Regions from separate parts of the Anser cygnoides genome. Here region 1 is linked to region 2. Evidence: chromatin contacts called from public Hi-C data. All regions are on one chromosome and are shown on one strand. The core of a region is the stretch at or near the end of the contact, and the rest is flanking DNA. Distances in the headings are between cores, read along the strand shown. Region 1 holds the start of SIK2 (salt inducible kinase 2). Region 2 overlaps ALG9 (ALG9 alpha-1,2-mannosyltransferase).

What was found. A called contact is a pair of places that touch in the nucleus more often than the background predicts.
Region 1: a contact with region 2 is called in a Hi-C map of liver, with 13 times the contacts expected there. The contact joins the promoter of SIK2 here to the enhancer-like site in region 2. A contact is called at or near these places in 4 of 7 Hi-C or Micro-C datasets (granulosa cells and liver).

The regions. Positions count from the first base shown.
Region 1 is chr21:4,238,060-4,244,832 of Taihu_goose_T2T_genome, reverse strand. It overlaps SIK2 (salt inducible kinase 2), which reads left to right and starts at 3,265. Exons shown (of 14, transcript XM_066981083.1): 1 at 3,265-3,499. The coding sequence starts at 3,329. LOC136786719 (a long non-coding RNA gene) reads right to left here and starts at 3,125. Exons shown (of 3, transcript XR_010826143.1): 1 at 2,412-3,125; 2 at 1,295-1,525.
Region 2 is chr21:4,154,963-4,162,100 of Taihu_goose_T2T_genome, reverse strand. It overlaps ALG9 (ALG9 alpha-1,2-mannosyltransferase), which reads right to left. Exons shown (of 16, transcript XM_048063246.2): 15 at 3,992-4,122. Among named protein-coding and RNA genes, the nearest start is that of ALG9, 21 kb to the right of the region's middle. Within about 2 kb of position 5,715, at least 2 of the 3 cell types and tissues checked have open chromatin away from gene starts, as enhancers often do. A contact at or near this core is called in liver, where this site is marked.

The DNA.
Region 1 (6,773 bases), core at 2,016-4,515, 85 kb before region 2:
CACCAAAATCCTGGTGAAGGGAGTTGCCGGGTGCTACCAATCTTCAGGTTTTCTAAAGCAGTAACCAGTGTTTTTTATTAAGCAATTGAGTGTGTATCCACTTCTAGTCCAGCAGCCTTGGTGTTTTGTCTCTCCCCACCCCTCCCCCCTTTTGGCAGGCTCTAAGCATCTTTTAGGCATTGAAAAACAGGAAATGAGAGAAAAAAGCTCAAGCCAGATGTTGGAGCTTAGGTGTGTAAACATGTAAAGCCTTATTTTGGCAACTAAGTGTGTGCCCTAGTCTTTGAGCTGCTGACTTATCGAAGTCAGGCAAACTCAGCTGCATGTGCTCAGTGTCTCTGAAGTCAGGCCAGCTACTTCACTGCAGAGATAGATTAAGTAGGTATTAAGTCATGTACAAGTGACCCAAATTAGTGTTTTATTAGTAATGGGGCCGAGTAAGGCTATTTATGTCCTTTCCTTGCTTTGTGCATGCAGCTTGCATTTCAGAGGGTTTTTATTGTTTAAATTGTGTTGGGCTGCAAGTTCATGTCCATGGTGTCCAACCACAGTCACTACTCGTCTCCCCTCAAGGATCTTGTCTGATTTTGAGATTAGAAAGGTAAGCAGAAGTACAAGTGTTTTCCCTCCTATCTGAATTCATTGTAAAAAAAAAAAAAAAAAAAATCTGTCTCCTGTGCAGAACAGCCTATTGTGATAAGAAACAAAATTTAAATTATTTTTGAAATGAGGGTAATTGAAATTCTTTGAAATACCCATGTCCCGTTGCTGTTTCTCTGGGGATATTGTTTTCTACACAACTGTGGCCAGATTGTACCACAAAACAGATCTTGTGGAAAGAGATGGCTAGGGAGTGAAAGATATGCAAAACTTAACATTCCCAAAAAATCAGCTCTTGCCAGTGCCTCTAAAATTTGATGAATTGAGGTAACTGTAATATTTGCCTCTTTTTGAAATGCATTCATAGTAACTTCTTGAGAAATTGTGCTTTCGTACTTGGAAACTGCATAGCTTTTGAGTTATCGTAGGGAGAAATTTCCTCTCTGCTTTACATGGTGCCATAAACTTTTCTGGCCGGCTTTACTTTTCCCATCTGGAACAATTTTGCCCTAATCTGTTACGAAGCAGCTTGTAATAAACTGCAGTTCCTTGAATGCAACTCTTATTATTGTCAGTGGCTTAATCCCCTACACAACCCGGTATTGGTACCAAGGAAAATTGACACCAAAATTAAAATACAAAACAAGAAAGCTTTAAAGATCAGCTGCTGGGTACTCCAGCACTTGTAACTTACCCGAGAAGTCTGTCTCCCTGATTTCTCTTCTTTTAAAATCTTCAACATGCACATGACATTCTCGCAGCAGTTTGTTTGCCTGGAACATGTCTTACTGATGGTGAAGCATTCTTATGCTTATTTTAAGCACCAAGAAATGGCTTTTCCACTGAGTCACCGTGGAGGTTATTCAGCATTCTAACGCACTGGAGTTTTCATTGCTGATGAACAATGTCTTGTACCAGTTTGGCCCTAGAGAGAAAACGGAATACTTTAGCACCCCTCAGCATTGTGTCTTATCCCCATTCTGCAGATGGGAAAGGTGGCCCAAGGTTACAGACTCTGACAGAAGTGATGCCACCCAGTGACTGAACTGGAATTAGGTGAAAGTAAGAATGCACATATCTAATCCTCCACTTCAGGTATCGATGGCAGTGCTGGTTCTTAACCTGGCTTTGTTTCCGTATACCACAGGCCACTCTAACCTCTGTTAGGCACGTAACTTTGTGCACAAAGGAAAACAAGAAATTAAAAGCATCTAGGTGGCATCATTCCTGTGCCTGCCAGAGGTGGGTCTGAAAGAATGTGAATTGCGTTTACACGTTTAATCCTGATAAAAGGAAAATCTCCCATGAAACAGCCTTAGCAGGATATACAAGGAAACTGCTTCTCTGTTTAAACCTATTCTGTTAAACTCTCAGTCTCACTGCTGAAATCCACTCCTAAAATCACACTAAGGATAAACCAGCTAAGAAAATTTAAAGTTACCTTTAAAGGATAGTGTTGGGTTATGTGCCTAATCCCCACGGGAGATTTATCTCAAGCCTTTATCGTGTTTTTTTTCCCTTGTACTATAAAATCTTACTGGGCAGAGAAGTGTGCGTTCCTTCGCTTGGCTGTCTGCAGTGCTTTTGTTCTAATGAGCTACCTGGGTCAGGAAAAGGTAATTTTCTGATCTCTGACATCTGTTCAGTAGAGCACCATAGCTGCAGTGTTATGTGGCAGAAGCGGCGGCCACTAGAGGGCAAGTGTGCTCCGCAGTTGGTGTCATTGGGCTGTTGAAAATTGCCTGGACGTGCTCTTCTTATTTTGTCCAAGAAAAAAAAAAATATTTTGTTCTGATGAGCACTTGAATTACCTTCTTTGAAACACAGCAAAAGCCATCAGTGGCTCTGTACAAAGAGTGGTTTTGTGACTGCCGTTCCTCCAGCAGCGGCATGAAGAAATGCTTTTGCAACCTGAATTTTCGGGCCAGAAATGACATTATGCTGTGCGGCACGAGAAAGTTTCTGCAAAGAAAGTTTTCTATTGCAAATGAAAAATAATTTATAATTGATACTGGACCGATGTTGTGAAGTTTTACATGGATAAAAGCGGGCAGCAATAAAGTTAATTTTTGACTACTACAATTTTGTATAGATATGTATGTGACTGAGAACGAGTACCAGGCAACGTTTTGTTCTTCTGTCAGCCCCTTTTCGCCTGGTACAGAGCAGCACAACGTAGGGATTTAGAAGAAAAAGCTACTTTTAACATCGTGCGCTTGCCTCGTGCCGGAATGATTGATCGGTTGGTGTTTGGGATTTCTGGAACCGACACGAGGCGTTGCCAGGTAGGTGAGCAGGGGGGAAGTTTCACAAGCAGCAGCTCGGGATTGCATCATGCTCCGTGCACGCAGGATTACGGGGAGCTTGCTCACGTACCCATCCATCACCGAGAAGGGTGGATGGCTGACTAACCCCGCTTAGTCACCGCCAGGGCTTATTTGGGGGGGTGACAACACGGTGACTGCACACAGCAGCAGGGCTCTGGTGAAGCACACTGCAGGAGGGCCACCAAGCGACGCCAGATTCCCCCATTCCCCCTTTTCCCCCCCCAGTTCCCCACCCGCCGCCATTTTGACCGCGGTTGCCACGGCGACGCCGCGCCCGGGCTGACGCGGGCCGTGACGAGAGGGGCAGGGCCGGGCCGGGGGGGGGCAGGGCCAGGAGGGGCGGGGCGGGGCCGCGGGGCCGCAGCCGGAGCCGGGCCGGAGCCGCCGCCGCCGCCCCCAGCATGGTGATGGCCGAGCCCCGGCGGCCGCCCCCTGCGCTGCTGCCGCTGCCCCGCGGGGCCGGGGCCGGGGCCGGGGCCGTCCGAGTGGGCTTCTACGACATCGAGGGCACGCTGGGCAAGGGCAACTTCGCCGTGGTCAAGCTGGCGAGGCACCGCATCACGCGCAGCGAGGTGAGCGGAGACCCCCAGGTGTTCCCCGCTGTCCCCACGGTGTCTCCCTCGGTCCCTCCCCCCCCGGTGCTCACGGTCCCTCCCGGTCCCCTCACGGTGCCCCCTCCCGGGGACGGGTCCCCGCCGTATCCCCCGCGGCCTGCAGCCCCGCGGCCTGGGGAGGGGGCTCCGGGCGGTCCCCCCCCGCCTCCGGGGCTCGGTTCCCCCCCGGCTCGGTGCCCCCCGGGGGGCTCGGTCCCCCCGGTCCCGTTGTGCGACCCCCGGAGCTCGGGGGGGGACGCGGGGCAGCGGCTGGGGTCGCCCCCCGGCCCCGGTGCTTTGCGGGGAAGGGCTGCCCGCAGTGCCCTGCACCGGGGGGGAAGGGGTTGGTGAGCAAACAAAACCCCCAAATCCAATTTTTTGAGGTCAGTAATCTGAAAACACTCGAAACGATCCGGTTACCGGGCGCTTAGGTGGTAAGCTGGCTCCTTGCAGCAGTAAAAAACGCCCCTAGTTTGGACTTCTAACAAAAACAAACACATTGTTCTCGCCGTGCCGCGCCAGGCGAGCGTCGCATCCCAAATACTCAATTTCTTGTTTCTCCGCTCGCCCAACAAAGCAGCAATCTCCCTTAAATCCTTCCTCGCCATCGCCGGGGAGCTGAGCGAAGACCTCGCGGCGTTGGGGCGCTCCGCTCCGAGTTGGCTGCCACATGCCAAACTTCGAAGTGCTTCGCTTGCAGGCTGTAGGTGGTTGTTTACTCTGCAGCTCCCGTTTCCCTGGCAGACTGCGCAATGGGCATAAAAACTTTAATCTCGAGTCTTAATTGGCATTTTAGAACGTGTATTTGTTGGCCATTAACAGCTCCCCGGTCCAGCGTGACTTCCCCACCTGCACCTTAAGAAACCACTAGATTCCCGTGCATCCCAGTCAGTGCGAGCTTGACTTTTGTCATCCAGCTTTCCTTTATCTGGGGAGCCAAGGCTCTGCTCTGCAGCTTTTTCTGCACCATTTTCACAGCAGATTCCCCTGTGTTAGGGGTCTGCATCCAGGTCTTCCATTTCTCAGTACAGCTACGCTGACTTTCTGCAGCCGGAGGTGTAAGCACGTTGCCTGGAACTTAGCCGAGGTAGTTGCTGGAAGTATTCACACAGTCTTTGAGGAAGAGGAACCCTATCAAGATCACTTCTGGTGATGTCAGGGGAAACTAATTCTAGCCAAGAACTACTTCAAATAAGTGCTTCAAGGTTGGGCCAACTTCACTTAATTTAGTGTTAGCTGACTGCACGCGTAGGAAAGTACAAGTCCTGCTTATGCTCTTTTTGGTGGAAGACTGTTCTTATTCCAGGCTTGTTCTGAACTGTAGTTTATGTTTCTTGGGTTGCGAACTTTTCAGTTCATCTGTGTGCAGAGTAGGACAGCTTCTGTTAAAGTTCCAGTGGAATAATATGCAGCTGCTAGGTTCTGGCACAAACTCACCGTCAGGTCCGTACTGCAGGAAGATCTGCAGCGTGCTGCTCTTGAGACCTGCTCAGAAAGTCCTTAAAAGAAGCTCTTCCACTCTCTGAGATCCTCTTGAATCTTCCTGTTTGAACTGTCCGAATCCCAAACCTGTTGTTTGGCCTTTTTTACTGTAGGTACTTGGAAACCGCGTTTTAGATGGCTTTGACACATGATAATATTTGCTTGCTTTTTTACATTCTGACTAGCCAGCAACTGTCAGATTAAAAGAAAAGATGGCATCTTACTATCTTGAAAGGTCATAATTTAGGGAGTATGTAAAGAATCCATCCTTCTTATGGAAAATATACTTATCAGAATATGGAATTGTAACTTGAACTGAAAAAGGTAAATATAGTCACCATAAATTGTTAGCGAAACATAGATCAAAATAAAAAGAAACCAGGCCTGAAGCAAAAAAAACCATCTCCTACCCTGTCTTGTGTGAATACAAACCCAGAAACTGCACGTTGAACCCTACGTTAATGCAACAATGAAATTGCAAGATTAAATAGTCAAACAGAAAGAAGCGCGAAAGTTGACGAAAGTGGGGGGGATTCAGTACGTGTTCGTAGTGACCCTCCGTAATGACAGACCATGCCGGGTGCCTCGGAGGGGACTGTGTGGCTGAATGTGACCTTTGCTTTGCTGCCTGTTTGTGTTTGTTGCCATTTAAGTTAATGACACGTGTTTTCCTGCCATGCTTATTTATCGCGTTGCCAAGAAATCCTGTGATCTCAGAGTAACTTTTGTTAATGAAACGTACACGAATAAGCATTTTTTTTTTCCTTGGAAGGAGGAGAGACTAAGAAAAGGCAACAAAAGTGATTGGAAACATGAAGTTGAGGAAGGTGTATGTTTGCTTCTAGTGAAATACGATGAGGTGTGAAATATGAATGGTAGCAAGAAGCTTTTGCTTGCTGTTGAGAATGGGTGAAGGCAGCAAAAAAGCAATGCACTTTAAGGATGATGGCAAGTCTTTGCGAATGATCTGCGTGGAAGAATCACGTCCCTCCCACCCCAGAGCTCTGCACCTAACATCCCCTGGGGTTTGTCACCCCCGGGAGAGCGCTGGCCGCTGCTCCTCAAATGCAAATTAAACCCTTCCGACTGATAGTTCCTCACGGGGCACAGTGATGCTTTCAGCTCTCTGTTATGTTACGGGTGATTCATACTTGTCTCTGAGAAGTCCCAGCTCCTGGTAGGAGACGGGAGGCTGGTTTCTGTGCGAGTGCCTGCGCTGAGGAACGCCTAAAAGTGAGTGATAAAGTAGGGGGAGCAGCTCCCTGCGCTGTGCAGCCGGCGGTTTGGCTTAGTGGAGTAATTCAGTGGGAAAATGAAGCTATTGCCAAAAAAGACTCCGGGTGCAGATCTCTTTGCAGCCGTGGGCTCTGTGGATGTGTCGCAAGGGGCACAGGAGGAACGCGCTTTTGCAGGCAGAGCAGAGCAGCCCCGCAGGTACACCGGGCTGCAGCCTCCAGCAGGTAACGCTTCAAGCACCCCTGGTAGCCAAACCCTTCGCTGTTGCAAACTGGAGTTGCACCAGATTGCAGAAGGACGCTTGCTAATTCTAATGCCTCTTATTTACTTCTCTGATGCATTGGGTTAGCAGCTCAGGTCCGAATTTCTCTAACCTGGGTGAACCCTAAAGCTTACACTGACGTGGACAAACTTCCTCTTGTGTGTTAACTTGTCAGGCCACGCTGGGGTGATGTTCTTGGAAAGATTGATTAGAGAATTAAACGGATGATGCAAAACCAATGGAAATTGAAACCTGGAGCAGCTGAAGGATAGA
Region 2 (7,138 bases), core at 4,466-6,965:
TCCACAGGGTGAGGCAGGCCCCTGCATCTCACCCAACCGCTAGGCAGATCTGTTGTTGTCACTAGCTCATCTGCCAGCTGCCAACCGACTTGTTCCATTTCCCCCTGCGGGAACTGCCTGAGCCCCGTTATTTTATGCAAGTTCCAATTCAATCCCATTCAGGGAAAGAAAAAACAAAGCAAACAACGCTGCCTTATTTTAGAAGCGCTGTGACGCACTCAGCGCAAGGAGCTGGGCAGACCCGTTACGAACATTTGCCGTGGGAAATCTTTGCAAGAACGCTGCAGCAAAATTCCAATACCGGGATGCGAAACAACGCCAAGGTATTTACGTGCCACTGCTGGTATCAGACTGAAGCTCCTCAGGCTCAGTGTCAGCTGCTGGGGCTAACAAACTTTTGGTCCAGCTGGGGAACTGCGGTACAGGGAGGGTCTGAGAGTCCTGGCCACAGCCCCAGGAGCACCAGGCTCCAGCTGAGCCCCTTACTCACACATTCACCTCAGCTTTTTTCCACAGGCCAAATTTCCAGTAGGAACTGAAAAACATATGTCAGAAAGATTCCCAAGCTGGCAATCCAAAAGAGCTTTTCTGGAACTTCCCTCGGTCATGCTGTTAGGGATGGCTGGCAAAAGATGCCTCGACCTTGTCTCTAGTACCCGATTTTAAATGTGATGCCCTTAAACAATGCGCTGGGTGAAACGAGGGTGGCTTAGACCTTCCTGTGCTCCTTCCTTCTGCCCTTCATCGCTCCAGGAGTTATCCTGGTGAGCTGGGCACACCGCTAAGCATCTGCCCTGCCAGACAGGCCACGGGTCCTGGCTTCTTGTTCTTCCTCGGGAGGAAGAGGAAACGTGCCAGACGAGCAGGGTGACAAGGCAGGGGACACGCTGCCAGTTCTCTCATCCCTCCGCAGCAGCGATGTCCCCGGGTGAGCCCCCGTGCCCTTCTCACTCCCGGCCGCTGGAGCCGCCCCACCTGCCGAGCGCTGGAGGCCTGCTGAAGGCAGACAGCACATCGCTGGGAGCTGCGCTGCGGGAGCCCGGGAGGTACTGGCAGCAGGGATGGAAATCAGACCCGCTGCTATGGCAACCTGGCCTCCTCCACCGCTCCCCTCTCCTCCAGCTGCGAGGTGTTGATAAGGAACAGCGCGGAGGATTGCCATGCCGCAAAAGAACAGAAAAGGAGGAGGCCGGCAGGAGGCACCAGCAGGACCTACCTGCCTCATCTCCTCTTGGAACTTGCTCCGCAAAGCCTCGTCTGTTCCAGCCACCCAGCGATGCGGCTGCAGCTTTTTTGGGAGGTCGCAGCAGCCGGAGAGATGCCCTTCCCTCCCCACCACCCCTGGATGACCCGTTCCTCGGTCTAAACTGGTGATTGCTTGCCCAGGGAGCACCCGCCCTTTCCCCATCCCCGCTGCTCTGCTCTTTCAGCTCGTTGTTACCACCAGCAGCAGTTTCAGGATCTCTGTCTCCAGCTCCTCACACCGAGCTGCTGCCCCACGGTGAGATTCTCGTTTTGCTACGAGCCAAGCTCTTACTTGCAGCGGTGACAGCCACGTGCCGTCTCTGTTCTCGAGCAGACACGAAGGATCACATGCACACATCCACTTCCCCACACCGAGCGGGTCACCAGAGGTTGGCTGCAGGCTTGCCGAGCTGCTTAGCCAGCAGAACACACGCAGCTTGGGGCAACCTGGGTTCCGTTTAGATGGTCTAAACCCCAGAATGATACATCAAGTGATTAGACAGATTTTTACTGCTTAGCTTGGGAACAAGTTCCCAGCCTGAGTCCAGCAGGAAGCCCTTGGACAGCATCTCTCCCTAGAAGCACAGGGCTGCAACACCCCTACCTCTGTGCTCAGACGGTTCCTGAGCAGCCAGCCAGATGTTTGAGCCTGGCAAGGTGCTGACTGGGCTGTAAACAGGGGAATTCTTTAATCCTACCCATTTTCCCTAATAAGAAGAGGAGGGAAAAGAAGAAAAAACCATTTTTTTTTCATAGAACAGCTCACATGGAAACAGCAGTGCAGCAGCGAAGAGCGACAAGGGCTCGGTTCAGTGCTGAGCTATGCGTTTCTCTAGGGTAACTCTCGGCACTCAGGGCAGCATTGCGGGCTGGAGAGGGGTCAGGAGTGAGACGGTATCAGATGCACAAGCACCTGACAGGAAACACCCCCAGCTAAGTTAGAGATGAACAGAAAGTCCTGGCGACAGCAGAAGATTTGAAATGCCTGCGTTCCTACTGTGGCACGGCAGACAACTCCCAGCGAAAGCAGCAGATGCAGCGTCCTGCTGCTTCCAGAAAGACGCTGGGTTGTGTTCAGCAGGACACAGCCTCTGATGGGCTACGAAACAGATTCAGAAAGAGAGCAATGATTTATACATCGTGAGCTTTCATCAGAAGCTCAGAGGCTACGGGTGGGAGCTGAAGGAGATGTGGTGCAATAACCCAGAACGCCCCATGAGACAGACCAACTGCTTCTCTAACAAACACCAGCTAAGTACAGGAAAAATGAGCAGTAGTGGAAAGGAGCCACGGAAGACGCAGGACATCCTGCAGAAACCTGCGAGATGTTCAGCCGCAGCAGAATAATTCACTTAGCTTTCACCAGGCAGGCTGGCATGGCAGCCTAGTACCTCTGAAAGCCCCTCCAGCAAATTACATTCCCATGGTTGACCCATTTGGAACTGATTCAGTGCCTCTGACCGACTTCAAAGGACTTGAAATCGGGTCCAAACAATCAAGGTTCAGCTGTTGGGCAGAGGACAGCAAGATAAGCCAGCTTTGGAAGCATCAGAACACAGCTTCGAAGCAGAAGTGAATGTAGCTTCAGACACACAGGGGGACAGGCTCTGCAAAAGGAGCCTTCTGCGATCCTCTTGCCTCATTAAGTGTCATTGGCCATCCCGTTCTCCCTTCCTCAAGCCCTGCTCTACCACAACAGCAGGTCTCTTTGGGCAAGCAGAGTTCATGGAAAACCGTGCCAAGGAAACTTGTTTGTGTCGGCAAGCTGGCAACACCAGAGCAACCCCTGGGAAAAGCGTATTATCACTCCTTCTCTGCCCGACTGCTTTCACCAGCCCCCACTCCCTGGAGGGGCCCGTTAGGAGGAAGTCATAAAGGTCTCGCACAGAAAACAGGAGGGCACTGAACCCTGTGTTAATTTTTGCCGGGTTGTTTGTCTTTTTTTACAGAGACTTTTCCAGTCAAGCTCTCTGTCCTGCTATGACAGCTTCATGACCCAAGCTTGAAGCGACTGAATAACATCCCTTACAGCTGAGGGTTTGGCTCTGTAGGGATGTGTTAAAAACACCCCCATCCAGGACAAACTGGATTCCACCCGGCCAGCCTGGAGGACAGGGATTTCAACCTCTGCTTCTCACAGAAATTCTCCAAATGCACGACTTACCCCGTGAGCAGCAGAACTAATGAAGAACCGCATTCTGACAGGGGGCTCTTACAGGAGTTCTCTGATGTCAAAAGACCTCAATGACTTCTCACTCACTGAGTCTGCCTCCTGCCTGCCAGCTTTCACAGATCTTGTAAGGCAGTCTCAAAGACTCTTACACCTGCCTATCGAATTTGGCTGAAACGACAGCAGATTCACAGGTCCGCTGGGAGGAGATGGCCTGCACCTTATTATATTATATATATATAATATATATATATAATATTATATATAAAGGCAAAACAAAACCCGCTACATCAGCAAGAAATGCATAGGGAAGACTCCTTTTAAAAATAATCCTTGCTCCTCGCCCTTCCCAGCTTGCTTAACACTCTAAAGCCACCCAGGTAATTAATGCTCTGCGTGCAAGTTTGACAAAGGTTCCACTGTAACCAGCAAGCTGCCTCTACTGGAGAGGGGATTTCACGCTGGCATTTGCCAATGTGTCTCTCCTCTACAGTTGTAAGCAAATAATTGCAAAAAAAACGTTAGTTGACAGATCTGCCAGCCTTTCTCATTCCTTCTCAAACACGGCAAACATACCTGGAAGCATCTAGGAATGGCTTGTAGGCAATGGTCACCCACTCTTCTTTGTTCAAGGAATACCTCGGCTCCCTCGGGGTTTCAGCTGCTGTGTCCAAGTCCACCAGGTAGTGGCATTTGGAAATGTCAATCTGCAGAAAGAAAAAGATGCTTGTTTATTTCCTGTAGGCTTCTGGTTGCCTGTGCCTATTTACACAAGCTGTCACTTATCTATGACAAGGGGTTTGTATTCCTAGCAACAGGGAAAAGGCTTTTTGCAGGATACATAGTAAAATATTTGTAATGTTTTCAAGTGAAACCCTTATGCAGGAGTAAAAGCTATCACTGCTGCCCTGGTCACAGGAGGGAAGTCCTGGGCTGCCTGCGTGAGGAAGTACCACTGCCAGCTCTCTTACTGAACAACTGTCAACTCACAGGGGGGGAATTTGAGGCAGTAGAACCAATTCTGCCGGTATTTTGCCTTGTGGTTCTCTAAAAAGCTCTTAAAAACTTCTTACAATGCTGACTCCACAAGGTCCCCAGGCAGAAGACTTCACTATCTTTACTGTTAGAAAGCTTTCCTGATGCCTGAACTGAATTTTCTCTTTTCTTAGTTTTTGCCTGTCCCTGCTTGTTTTACACCATGAACAAGGGAATGTTTTTTTGCAGTTCTTTTTACATACTTGAGCTCTGTTATCTGAAAACGGCTCGTCTGCTCTGCAGCCCTCTTTTACTCACTCTTCCTTCTATAGGCATGTTTCCTACCCACAGGGTCATTCTTGTGGGCCTGCTCTGAAATGTCTTCCGCTAGTCACATCTACCCTGACTGCGAACTGGGAGGCAGCACGCTAACGACGTTCTATAGCGAGCAGCAAAACACGAGTCACACAACACGCTCCTCTGCAAACGCCCTAACCCATGGCTTTCCTGGGTCGTACGCAGCCAGTGTTTTTACGATCAGATGCACACGTTTCCAGAGCATTTAGCTCAGAGCATGTATAAACCAGTAGGGGTTACCCAAAAACTGATCACGCGAGCTCCACAGCCAGTTAACTCCACAACCCTCACTGTCCTCGTCTTGTCGTCTCCTGGCAGGGCTTGAGCAGAATCGTGGAAAGCCAGCAGCTCTGGCAGAGCAAGCCTGTTGCCTGGCACAAGTCCTGCTGGGCTTGGTGCACGAATAACCTGGGCTGTAGCAGCAGTGACCCTCGGCGCCTCCCGCAGCAGATGAACGTCACACTGCACCTCTTGGACCTCGCCGGTCGGTATCAGTGCAGTCATGCCTTTATCAGCTGCCCGTGACGCAAGGAACTGCTTTGCCCTGACCGAAGTGTTTGGTAACGCTCGGTCAAGTTATGAAAACGTAGTCGAGGAAGCAACAACACAGCAACGAGCTGTGTGTGACCTTGCAGTTAAACGGGCTGTGGGCATTGTCCTCAGGAGACTCGCATTGTGCAATCTGCTCCTTCCTGCAGGGGAAGAGCGCTCTTGGATACGAGCGGGCTGCCCTGCTCGTTTATTTGGGGCTATGGCCCTCCTAGCTCACAGCCCACTCTTCCTGCCCTGTTCCCCCCACCCCTTACATCTTCCCCTACAGACATACACGCGAGCTGCTGAGAGGAACACCAACTCTCAGCTACAGAGCAGAGCTGAGCTCCTATCAGGACAAATTTCCCTTTAACAACCACCAGATGTGAGAGAAGCTTCACAAAAGGCAGCTCAACAAGAAGCTCTGTCGTCTAGAAACCCCTGCATTAAGCATGAAAGATCCAGAGGGCAGGACAGGTGTGTGAACAAGGCCTGATATCCTCCCTCTTGAAGACCTAGCCATCTTCAAGTGACACCCCAAGTCATTTTCGAGAGCAAGCAAGCACTCCAGAGACTCAGGTACAGCAGCAAGGCTGAGCTTTCCCTGGCATAGGGACTTTTGGCCACTAAAAGCATGTTCCACCAGCTCCTGCCCCTGCACTCGGCTGTTTTGCTGGCAGGAGGTTTTGTCAGCCAAGGGTCGCACATTCTCACATCTGGCACTGGCTGAGTTTTCTGGCAAAAGCTTGCAGCGCCGACCTCAGGGGCACTAGAAATCAACAGGACCGATGCTTGCAACTTATGCCCTCGTTCCACTTCCAATCGGATTCATCTGGACGTCCTCTCTCAAACGTTTCTTTCTGCGAACTGAGAACACCGAGAACCCTTGGATGCTTTTTTTGGTCTGCGATCCCTCCTCGCAGCACGCCAGTACTCCCAACTGCCAAAGGGGACTGACAGCTCCCACTTCTGCCACTGGTACGTTATTAAGCGTCAAACATTAAAATGTAGTGGTGTTTTGAAATTTCTGGGAAAAGGCACCAGTGAAGTACAGTACATCCTAGTAATTACTGGTTGTGCCCTTCAGTAAACTGGATATTTCCATTTGGCAGACATAAAGGAACTCGAACACGTATGTTTAGATATTGAAAAAGACATAACCAAAGCCTTTCCTCAGGTTACATGCAACAGAAGACAGAGCTCAATTTTTGATTAATAAATAATTGCAACCTAACAATAGTCTCATTAGCTGCGCTGGTGTTTCATCCCCGTGGAATGCAAAGGAGAGATGAAAGACTTAACGTGGGCATTTCGGAAAAATACCGAGTTCTCAACCGCAGTACCTCAGTTTCCAGCTGCCCCCAATCCCTGCAGCCAGGGGGACAGAGATAGCGGAGTGCCAGGCAGCTCTGTGCCACCTCATCCCGGTCCCATCAGATCAGCAAACAACAAGGACATTGGCAAGCAACTGAAAGGTACGGCCAGCCTCCTCCCGAACACCCTGCTGCTGCCAAGCCTGTGTTTGAACTCCCAACTGCACCAACAAGAAGACGGCTGCACACTTGTAACGTGCCTCCTCTCCCATAAATCCTCTCCTCTCCTCCACCCCCAGGCATAAACGAGGAGACCTTTCACTGAGCAATCCATTGATTTTCTGGAGAATTCAGGAGACTGAGCAACCTGTAAATATATTTTTTTGCTAGGCTACGAATTTTCATCATGCATCTTAGCGTAAACTGGTTCTAAGGCTGTTTGTGTTTTGTTTTTCCCTGAAGACAGCAACAGAAATACAGTTGTGCTCAATTATTGCCTAACAACGGGCTCCATGGTCCCAGCATCACACGGCATCACCATCGGATC